Linked DNA regions of Sus scrofa: all the other regions are linked to region 1. Evidence: chromatin contacts called from public HiChIP or PLAC-seq and promoter capture Hi-C data. All regions are on one chromosome and are shown on one strand. The core of a region is the stretch at or near the end of the contact, and the rest is flanking DNA. Distances in the headings are between cores, read along the strand shown.

What was found. Promoter capture Hi-C pulls out the DNA fragments that hold promoters and counts their contacts. HiChIP or PLAC-seq counts read pairs in DNA pulled down with a chosen protein or histone mark.
Region 2: a contact with region 1 is called in an H3K27ac HiChIP or PLAC-seq map of skeletal muscle. The contact joins the enhancer-like site here to the promoter of PDLIM5 in region 1. A contact is called at or near these places in 9 of 47 Hi-C or Micro-C datasets (brain, embryonic fibroblasts, fetal liver and 4 more) and 2 of 2 datasets of contacts at active chromatin or transcription factors (alveolar macrophages and skeletal muscle).
Region 3: a promoter capture Hi-C map of liver shows a contact between it and region 1, with 4 times the contacts expected there. The contact joins the enhancer-like site here to the promoter of PDLIM5 in region 1. A contact is called at or near these places in 2 of 5 promoter capture datasets (both in liver), 6 of 47 Hi-C or Micro-C datasets (fetal heart ventricle, fibroblasts, liver and 1 more) and 2 of 2 datasets of contacts at active chromatin or transcription factors (alveolar macrophages and skeletal muscle).

What each region holds. Positions count from the first base shown.
Region 1 is chr8:125,258,348-125,261,345 of Sscrofa11.1, reverse strand. It overlaps PDLIM5 (PDZ and LIM domain protein 5), which reads left to right and starts at 1,377. Exons shown (of 18, transcript XM_021101756.1): 1 at 1,377-1,506.
Region 2 is chr8:125,141,295-125,144,292 of Sscrofa11.1, reverse strand. The region is part of intron 3 of PDLIM5 (PDZ and LIM domain protein 5); the gene reads left to right. Among named protein-coding and RNA genes, the nearest start is that of PDLIM5, 120 kb to the left of the region's middle. Within about 2 kb of position 1,517, at least 1 of the 83 cell types and tissues checked has an H3K27ac peak or open chromatin away from gene starts, as enhancers often do. A contact at or near this core is called in skeletal muscle, where this site is marked.
Region 3 is chr8:125,163,204-125,166,201 of Sscrofa11.1, reverse strand. The region is part of intron 3 of PDLIM5 (PDZ and LIM domain protein 5); the gene reads left to right. Among named protein-coding and RNA genes, the nearest start is that of PDLIM5, 95 kb to the left of the region's middle. Within about 2 kb of position 1,576, at least 25 of the 83 cell types and tissues checked have an H3K27ac peak or open chromatin away from gene starts, as enhancers often do. A contact at or near this core is called in liver, where this site is marked.

The DNA.
Region 1 (2,998 bases), core at 128-2,627:
ATTTTGTTGACTATGGATGGGATGAGATTTGTCTCCCAAAGTTACCGTAAGGATCCCTACACTGTGTAGCACATTGTCCATTTATAAATGGAAGCTATTGTTATTATTTATTTAATTATTTATTTATTTGGGGAGTGAAAAGTCAAATATGACAACATATTTTAACACATATTTAACCTTCCTTCCAACAGTCTTCTGGAGAATGTGATGAAAACTATGGACTAGCACCGTCCAATGAAAACATCATGCCTGTCGACATAGGTAATTTAAAACGTCTTAGTGTCATATTCAAAAAACAGGCAAAACTAATTTTAATTATATGTTTAACCAAACACTAAAAAATTCTTATCCTTTCAACATGCAATCAGTTTAAAATTATTGATGTATTTTACATTGTATTTTTTTATACCAAGTCTTCAAAATCCAGTGTGCATTTTTACACTTTCATTACAGCTCAATTTGGGCACTAAATTTTCAATGATTAAGTCAAATGTAGTCCTACCCAAATAATTTGTGTTTAACATAAGCATGTTACCCTGCTTCAGTTTTTAATTTAAAGCAAACTTGTGTAAAACAAACAATTCAGGGTCTCAGTCACAGTAGCCATGTTTCAAATGTTCACTAGCGGCTACCGTTTTGGACTGCATCTTCTCTAGAATTTCGTTTGTCCTTCTAGTGTATTCATGGACCTCGTGATCCGTGCTTTACATGTCACTTGGTTAAGAATTGTCTTTTTCACGTTTTATAAGGCAATTCACAGTTTTGAAGAAGCCAAAAAGTTACTTTCCATATGGCCACTATTCAAATTTACTTGTGAATAAATTCCTTGAGCTAAATCAAACAATCTTCTACAAACTGGAAACTGAACCACTGAGCTGGACTTAGAAAAGTAAGTTGAGGTTATAGTGGTTGAACCACTTTGGGCAGCTGCTCTGTATCTCGATCTTCTGGTTTGATCAGAGGACCTAACTTCTAATATTAAAGTGACTGATTTTCACCTTCCTGCTCAGTAAACTTCAGGGTCTTCACTTCTTAGGGCACACAAAGCTCTCTCAAAAAAACCAGGCAGTAGCCGCGGAACTTGCATACTGATAGGGATTTATCAAAAGCCCTCTCCTATTTTTAGCCAAAGCAACTGCTTGCCAATTCAGTTTCTGGAGAGAGAAATGCTTCCAGTACAAAACATTCAGGCGGGGCGGACAAAAATCCCCTAAGACTACTCCCACCGAAACTAGGTAGTGCAATTGTTTTTCCGCGACGGCTTCAGCTCGCCCCAGCAAGCCCGCGAGCTGGGCGCCGCCGCAAGCAGCCTGCTCCCAGCGCGGCGCAGCCCTGCCCGGCCCGAGGGCGTGGCCGGGAGCCGAGGGGGCGTGTCCTGGCGCGGGGGCGGGGCGGGTGGGAGGAGCCAGGAGGCGGAAGTTCCCGCGGGCGGCGGGGAAGGCGCACGCAACGGAGTCACTTGTCAGCTCTCGTCTGAGGCGGAGGCAGAGCCGCTGCGGCCCCGAGGTGAGTTGCCGTCCGCCGGGGATGTACGTCTGCGATCCCCGGTAGGAAGGAGGGAAAGAAGGGGTGGCCGTGCGCCGAGCGCTTGGGTGGACGCTCAGCTAGGGGAGAGGAGAGGCGCGCTGAGCGCTGGGAGGTTTCTCAGGTGTTTGCTGGACGCCCAACGGCTTGGGAGGAGAAGCGCCCTGGAAAAGGCGGCGCGGGAGTGGGCGCCAGGCCAGAGGACGGGCACCGGAGCCCGGGAGGGCCGGCACGAGCGCGGCGGAGGCAGGGACGCGGGACCCGGGCGCCCGGCGTGGCGAGCGCGAGCGCGGAGGGGCTCCCCGGGCACCCCCGCACCGACCTGCGATCCGGCTGCGGGGCGCCGCCGGGCACCCACCTAGGCGTCCCGGGGCACAATCGTCCTGTGCGAATCTCCGGGCGGTGTGGGTGGGAAGCGGGGCTAAACGGGAATGGCGTGTGCATTTTTTTTTATTTGCTCTCACGCCGAGAAGCGTGTATTTCCCCCGCATATTTAGGATTGTGTAACCTGTTAGGGGGAAACTTCCGTGCGTCCAGAAATAAAAGCTTTTTTAAAAAAACAAATCTGCCGTGAACGCCGGATTTATTAGTACTTGCGTACTTGTTGGGGCTTTTTAAAGGCTGTGCCTTCGGTTCGTTTGACAATAAGTGGAAAAAGGAAGGGCGTATGGACAGGGCAGAGCTTGGAAAGAAAATTCGTGGCTGCGCTGGGCAGGGCAGGTCTAGGGTGTGATCGCCAGATCCTATCCCAAGTCCGCCTTCCTGACCACGAGGACATCGCAACCCGCCTGGCCTCGGAAACAGCCGGCTCGGGAACCTTATTTGGCAAACAGGGCTAGGCGTGAACCTCTCCGCTGGCAAACTGTCTCGTCGCCTGCTTTCATCCAGTGCCTGTGGCTTTAGTTCTTTCACTCTATCTCCGCAGTCTCTGAGTCTGCGGAAAAAGAATCTCAAGATACTGCTTTAATTGCAGACTCTTCTTGTCACTCCCAGCAATTCATCAGGAGTTTTCCTTTCCCTCTTCCCACCCACCAAAGAAGCTTAGATAGAAGTGTGGGAAATACCAAGCTTCCTTCCCAAGTACTTGAGTGAAGACATCGTTCGGACTTTCCCTAAAGGAAATCCAGCACCATACAGAAGTTCCAACATTTTCTACATGTTTGAAAGCGGAGAGGCTGCTTGCTATTTCCTGCCTGCTTGGTATTTTAGGCAGACTTTGGGCATTAATAACCAGAGGAGAGACACCTGGAAAAGGCCAATAATGTTACCGTTGCTTAAGGGATCAGAATATTTTAAGGCAGGTGGAGCTAGCAAAGGGAGAATACTGGAAAGGAAATGACATGGACTAGGAATGAACTGACACGGGTTCCTGTAGTGTGGCCGTGACCTGGCCAGCGCTAGAAATTTTAATAACAAATGAGGGAAATCAGGAAGGAAACTCCAAGTAAGGGGAAGTTGCAGGTACATGGGTTAA
Region 2 (2,998 bases), core at 268-2,767, 120 kb after region 1:
TAAATGAAGAGCTTGATAGGAGAAGGTCTGAGTATGAAAGGTAGAATCTCTCTGTCTCTTTCGGGTGCTAAGATTTTCCTGAAAAGAAGAAAAAAAAATAAGTAGGCAAACATCAGGGTGTGAGTTGTGTCTGATTATACTGCTTTTTATTCTACCCTTCAGCATCTGACCCTTATCATGTATTGCTGGAAGTCTATGAAAATCCAGTTGTGCATATGGTTTGTTATTGATACCTACTCTCTTAGTATGAATTTTTTTTTTTTTTTTTTTGTCTTTTGTTGTTGTTGCTATTTCTTGGGCCACTCCCGCGGCATATGGAGGTTCCCAGGCTAGGGGTCCAATCGGAGCTGTAGCCACCGGCCTATGCCAGAGCCACAGCAATGCGGGATCCGAGCCGCGTCTGCAACCTACACCACAGCTCACGCAACGCCAGATCGTTAACCCACCGAGCAAGGGCAGGGACCGAACCCGCAACCTCATGGTTCCTAGTCGGATTCGTTAACCACTGCGCCACGACGGGAACTCCTCTTAGTATGAATTTTGACCACATTTATTGTTCAAGGGCTTTTTGATAACATCATGGAAGAGCCACAAAAATGTAGATATATACAAATGGAACACCTAATTTTTCAAAGGCAGATTATCTGCTTTGCAAATCCTGTTAGTTTCTTATTAGTAATAAAGTGCTATATTGATCATATTTTTTTTTTTCACTCTACCTGGTTGGAGCTGGAAGAGAAGACATATTAAACAGAAGTAATTATCCGACTTCACATTGCGGCTCAGCGGAAATGAATCTGACTAGTATCCATGAGGACACAGGTTCAATCCCTGGCCTCACTCAGTGGGTTAAGGATCTGGTGTTGCCATGAGCTGCGATGTAGGTCACAGATCTGGCATTGCTGTGGCTGTGGCATAGGCTACAGCTCTGATTAGACCCCTAGCCTGGAAACCTCCATATGCCACCACAGGTGCGGCCCTAGAAAAGACCAAAAAATAGAAAGAAGGAAAGAAAGAAAGAAGGAAGGAAGGAAGGAAGGAAGGAAAGGAAGAAAGAAAGAAGGAAGGAAGGAAGGAAGGAAGGAAGGAAGGAAGGAAAGGAAAGGAAAGAAAGAAAGAAAGAAAAAAAGAAAGAAAGAAAGAAAGAAAGAAAGAGAAAGAAAGAGGAAATTAACATCATGCCCTAAAGAAGATATATAGTAGGCTTTGAAATAATGCATCTCTGTAATAGAGCACATGTTTATATCAATCCCAAAAGTGTTATAATCCATGTCTTTTCTTTTGGCAGAAAAGAATGGGAAAGAAGGAAGTTATGCTTTTCAGCTTCTCTTACAGAAAGCATGGTGCATCCATTTTAGTTCTTCTAGAAGTAAAAAAAAAAAAAAAAAGAAAATACATCACTAATAGTTTCATTTATAGTATGTAGGAGCAGAGGCGAGAGAGATTTTTAGTAGCCTTTACCATATATTAGCAAAGGAACTGAGGTGCCGAGTAGCACAGTTAAAAATAGAGCTTAAAATGTCACCCTTAATCCAATAATATTAAACCTGTCCCTTTACCAAGCTTCAGTGTCAGCGCCCTCTGGTGTGAATTTTGTTTGAATGGGTGGTTTGGAAGTTTTGATGGATCATTCGGTCTCAGAGTGTGAAAGATGAGGTAGAGGAGTTAAGAGGGATTGAAAGCTAGTGTCCTGCAACCACAGGAGGAATAATGAGAAGCCCCACTCTCATTTCTTTTGCCTGTCAGTGTCTGAACAAATTGTAATTTCCATTATGCAGAGTGATGATGAGGTTTAGATTCCAAAAGAGCTGTGGTCCTGGAATGTTTGTTATAGTCAAAACCATGCAATAGACTAGGGGTTGGCAAACTCTGACCTACAGGCCAAAAATCTATTCCCCACCTGGTTTTTATTAAAAAAAAAAAAAAAAAAAAAAAAAAAAGGTTTATTGGAACACAGTCATGCTCACTACATTTTGACTCCATCATCTTTCTTGCTATCATGGCAGAGCAGAGTAGTGAGCCTAGATCTTGTGACCCGGAAGTCTAAAATACTGGCTTTCTGACCCTTTACAGTAGAGACTGCCAGTTTTTTGTTTGTTTGTTGTGTTTTTTTTGTCTGTGGCGTGCAGCAGCTTGATAGAGGGTCTCAGTTCCCAGACCAGGGATTGAACCCAGGCCACAGTGTTGAAAGTACCAGGTCCTAACCACTAGAGCACCAGGGAACTCCCAAGTCTGCCATTTCTTAACAATGGGTCTCCTTGTATGAAATTTTTGATTGAAACAGTATATTCACTCTGAAAGAATTTTACTTACGAGAAGAAGGAATTATCCTGAACTTTGAAATTCCCTTTATATAACCTCGAATACATCTAAAATGCTATATAATCTCTATAACATTCTTTTTGATAGAAATTATTTTATAAATACTAATTTGAAAAGTGCACCTTTTTTTCCTTAAATGATTTTGAGGTTATTTTGAGTGTGGACATGAGACACAATGGACAGAGGAAACTTTCTTCCCTGATAAAAATGTTCTTGTAGAAATAAATGTACGTAAAAAAAAAAATAAATTTCTTTCATCTAAAATCAAGTAGAATAATGGGAAATTTTGCACTTATCACTATATAAAACTATCTTATTTATTGGCTTATTATCTGCCTCCTCCATTAAAATTAGTAGTATTCGGTGTGCATTTCTGAAGATCTTAATGGCATTGAATTGGGGAACACCAACCATAGAAAATAAAATAGCATGTCATGAGATGAAGAAACATTTGTTAATTTGCTGGCTCCTGCTGGATGAGATGGAGAGAGGATAATGTGAAAATTAAACTTCTTAGTGGTCCAAGTTAATTAACATTTCCAGACTTTATTTCAGAAATTTAAGCAATGCTTTGTGTATAAGGCCTTTAATTCAATGTTGAGCTCCTAGTAAGACCCCAGTAAATGGTAGCTGTAAAGCTGGTGCTGATTTTCTCATTGCTTGTATAATGGGAAAT
Region 3 (2,998 bases), core at 327-2,826, 95 kb after region 1:
TGGATCCGAGCCACATCTGTGACCTATGTTGCAGCTTGTAAGTAATAGTGGATCTGTAACCCACTGAGTCCAGGGATCAAACCCACATCCTCTCAGACACTACATCAGGTTCTTAACACACTGAGCCACGACGGGAAATTCCTTGAAGTAGCTTTTAAAATATAAAGCTAAAGTTATCTGTGGTAAAAGGTATCAAATCATCAGGAATGTCAACTTTTTAAACTTTAATGTTTTATAATTTTTACTTAATAGATTCAACCCTAGGATTCCTTTTGGCAACAGGCCCTTCCTTTTTCAAATCTAAATATGTGATGGATTTAAGGTATTAGAAATTTCATCTGGTTTATGTTGTGGTTATCTTAATTAGCATCAGAACATTTGGTTTGCAGTTAGTAAAATTAGTAATTTTATGCTTAAGGGGAAAAAAAAACATTTCTCTAAAGTTAGTGATAGGCATTCCTGTTGTGGCGCAGCAGAAATGAATCTGACTAGGAACCATGAGGTTGCGGGTTTGATCCCTGGCCTTGCTCAGTGGGTTAAGGATCCGGCGTTGCTGTGACCTGTGGCATAGGTCTCAGATGTGGCTCGGATCTGGCGTTGCTGTGGCTGTGGCATAGGCAGGCAGCTGCAGCTCCTATTCAACCCCTAGCCTGGGAACCTCCATATGCCACGCCTGTAGCCCTAAAAAGCAAAGATAAAATAAAAATAAAAACGGAGTTAGTGGTAAAACTTCAGTTATCTTCCAAATCTAAGGGCATAGCTAATTCTTATCTGAATTTTTTCGATAAATTGGAATTAAATACATTAGTTCTTTTTAAATGTTTACTATTAACATTTCCATGAAAGTCTTTCAAGAATTATTTCTTTGTGTATTAGTTTCTTATTGTAGCTGTAACAAATTACCACAAACTTACTGGCTGAAAAAAAACCACAGATTTATCTTAAAATTGTGGAGATTAGCAGTCCAAAATGGGTCTCACTGAGCTAAAAATTAAGGGGTTGGCAGGCTTGCCTTCCTTTCTGGGGCTCTGAGGCAAGTGTGATCTCTTTTTGCATCTTCTGGAGACTTCCTGCTTGCTTTGGCTCCCATTTTTTCCATCCTCAAAGGCGTCGAATGTTACAGAGGCTCTCACCGCACATTCTTCTGCCTTCCCTCTTCCATAGTTGAGGACTGCTGTCTTTATGTTGGCCCACCGGATAATCCAAGATAATCTCCCTATTTTGAGATCATCTGATTAACAGCTTTAATTCCACTCTAAGGGTCCTTACCTCTCCATTGCCATGTAATTTAACATTATTGATGGTTCTGGAAGGTTAGGATTAGAGACATTTGAACCATTGTTCTGCCTACCATGCTTTGCCTTCCTAGTGTGGAATTACTTATACCGATCTGACTGTCACTGTATAGATTGCAGGAGATAGGAGATCTGACCGATTTATTTTATCACCGTCTACTGCCCCAAAGGGAAATTAAAAGTCCCTTCCAAGCTTCCCCTCAGCTTGGTTGGTGGGCCTTCTTTGTGGCTCACTAGCACTCGTTGTGGGTGACTGTACTTCTGCAAACACCGTAGAGATTTTCTGCATCAGCGTCACTAAGGGCTATGGTTGGGATACGTATCAGGGTTTTGGCAGCTCTTCTCACTCCTGGGAAGTTCAGTGCTATTGAATGATCGTTCTGTTGCTGACTGTCTTTATTACCAAGAAGCTCATTCCCATCCATATCATCCCATCTCTCACCCTCCCACCTCTTGCCATTAGCACAGTCGATGTATCTGACTCTCAGTCACTTAGGGTGCCAGTTTTTTAAGACCTCTGATCTTTGTCGGAGTCTGGTCTTGCCCTGGTCTTCTTGCTGTCTGCTGCACCCTTCGTTCTTCACATTTTCTCCTTTGTGTATAAGAGTGCTTTCTTTTGGGTTTGTTTTTTTAGGATGAAGAAATGGAATTTTGAGTAACTTGCACAAGGTTACTCATCAGTGGCTCATTCGGGATTTGAATGAGAGCCCATCCAGGAGAGCCTGTGCCTTACTGCTCCACTGAATTGCTATCCAGCATTCATTGCGAACCCTGAGCCTTTTCTTTGAAATTCCTTTGTCCTGATATTTGCATAAAAAAGGCTTTGCAACTAGAAGGGAGAACCTTCCATTGAACGTAATTTCATTTACCACCGGGAAGATAGGTGTAGGGTGGACTGATGCTTTCACTCTGCCTTCCCCTTTAGAGGACTGAAATGGGCAGTCCGAGGGGCAATACCTATGTTTTGGTAGCTTCAGTGGAAACAGTTCTTATACACCCGGTTCTCAACATTGGAGGAGATAAGGACTTGAGCTGTGTTTGTGACATTCTTCCAGGAGAAGATAAGAATGGAAATAAAGGGGTGAACCAAAAGACATCAGATATGAAGTGACTGTTTACTCCCTGTGAGTCACATTATTGGCTTTAGAAGCATGTTAGGAATTCATCTAATCTTCTTCAGGGCACACCCACTTCCCCCTAAGCCTACTAGAGTTCACCCAGTCTTTCTCAGCTCACCACTGTGCTGTGCAGTCCCCCTGCCAGTGGTGATTTGAGGTCCTGGGCCTGGCCAGACTTCCTATTCTGTCTCAGTTTCTTCCTTATATACATGAGTACCTGACTAACAAATATTTCACCTAATCTCAGATGTCCTATTGCCTAGGCAGTATTTCTGGGAGCTGAAAAAGCCATTGACGGTACTAAATCCATAACGATGGTCACTTTGTCCTCTGATTCATGTTTTACTTTATTTGGCTACTCTTCCTAGTTTCGTACATCCTTGGTTTCCATGAATTTTTTTTTTTTTTTTTTTTTTTTTGCAGGAAACATCCATTTTATGCATATTTGCTCTGTCTTAAGGTTTAGGACACTGTATGCAGAGTTAATGTTGTTCCTTGATTTGCATGCTAGTACTGTGTTTGGGCCAATATAATGCCTGATGCTTCATATTCTTAGGTACAGTCAGGAGATTCTGTACAACTAAC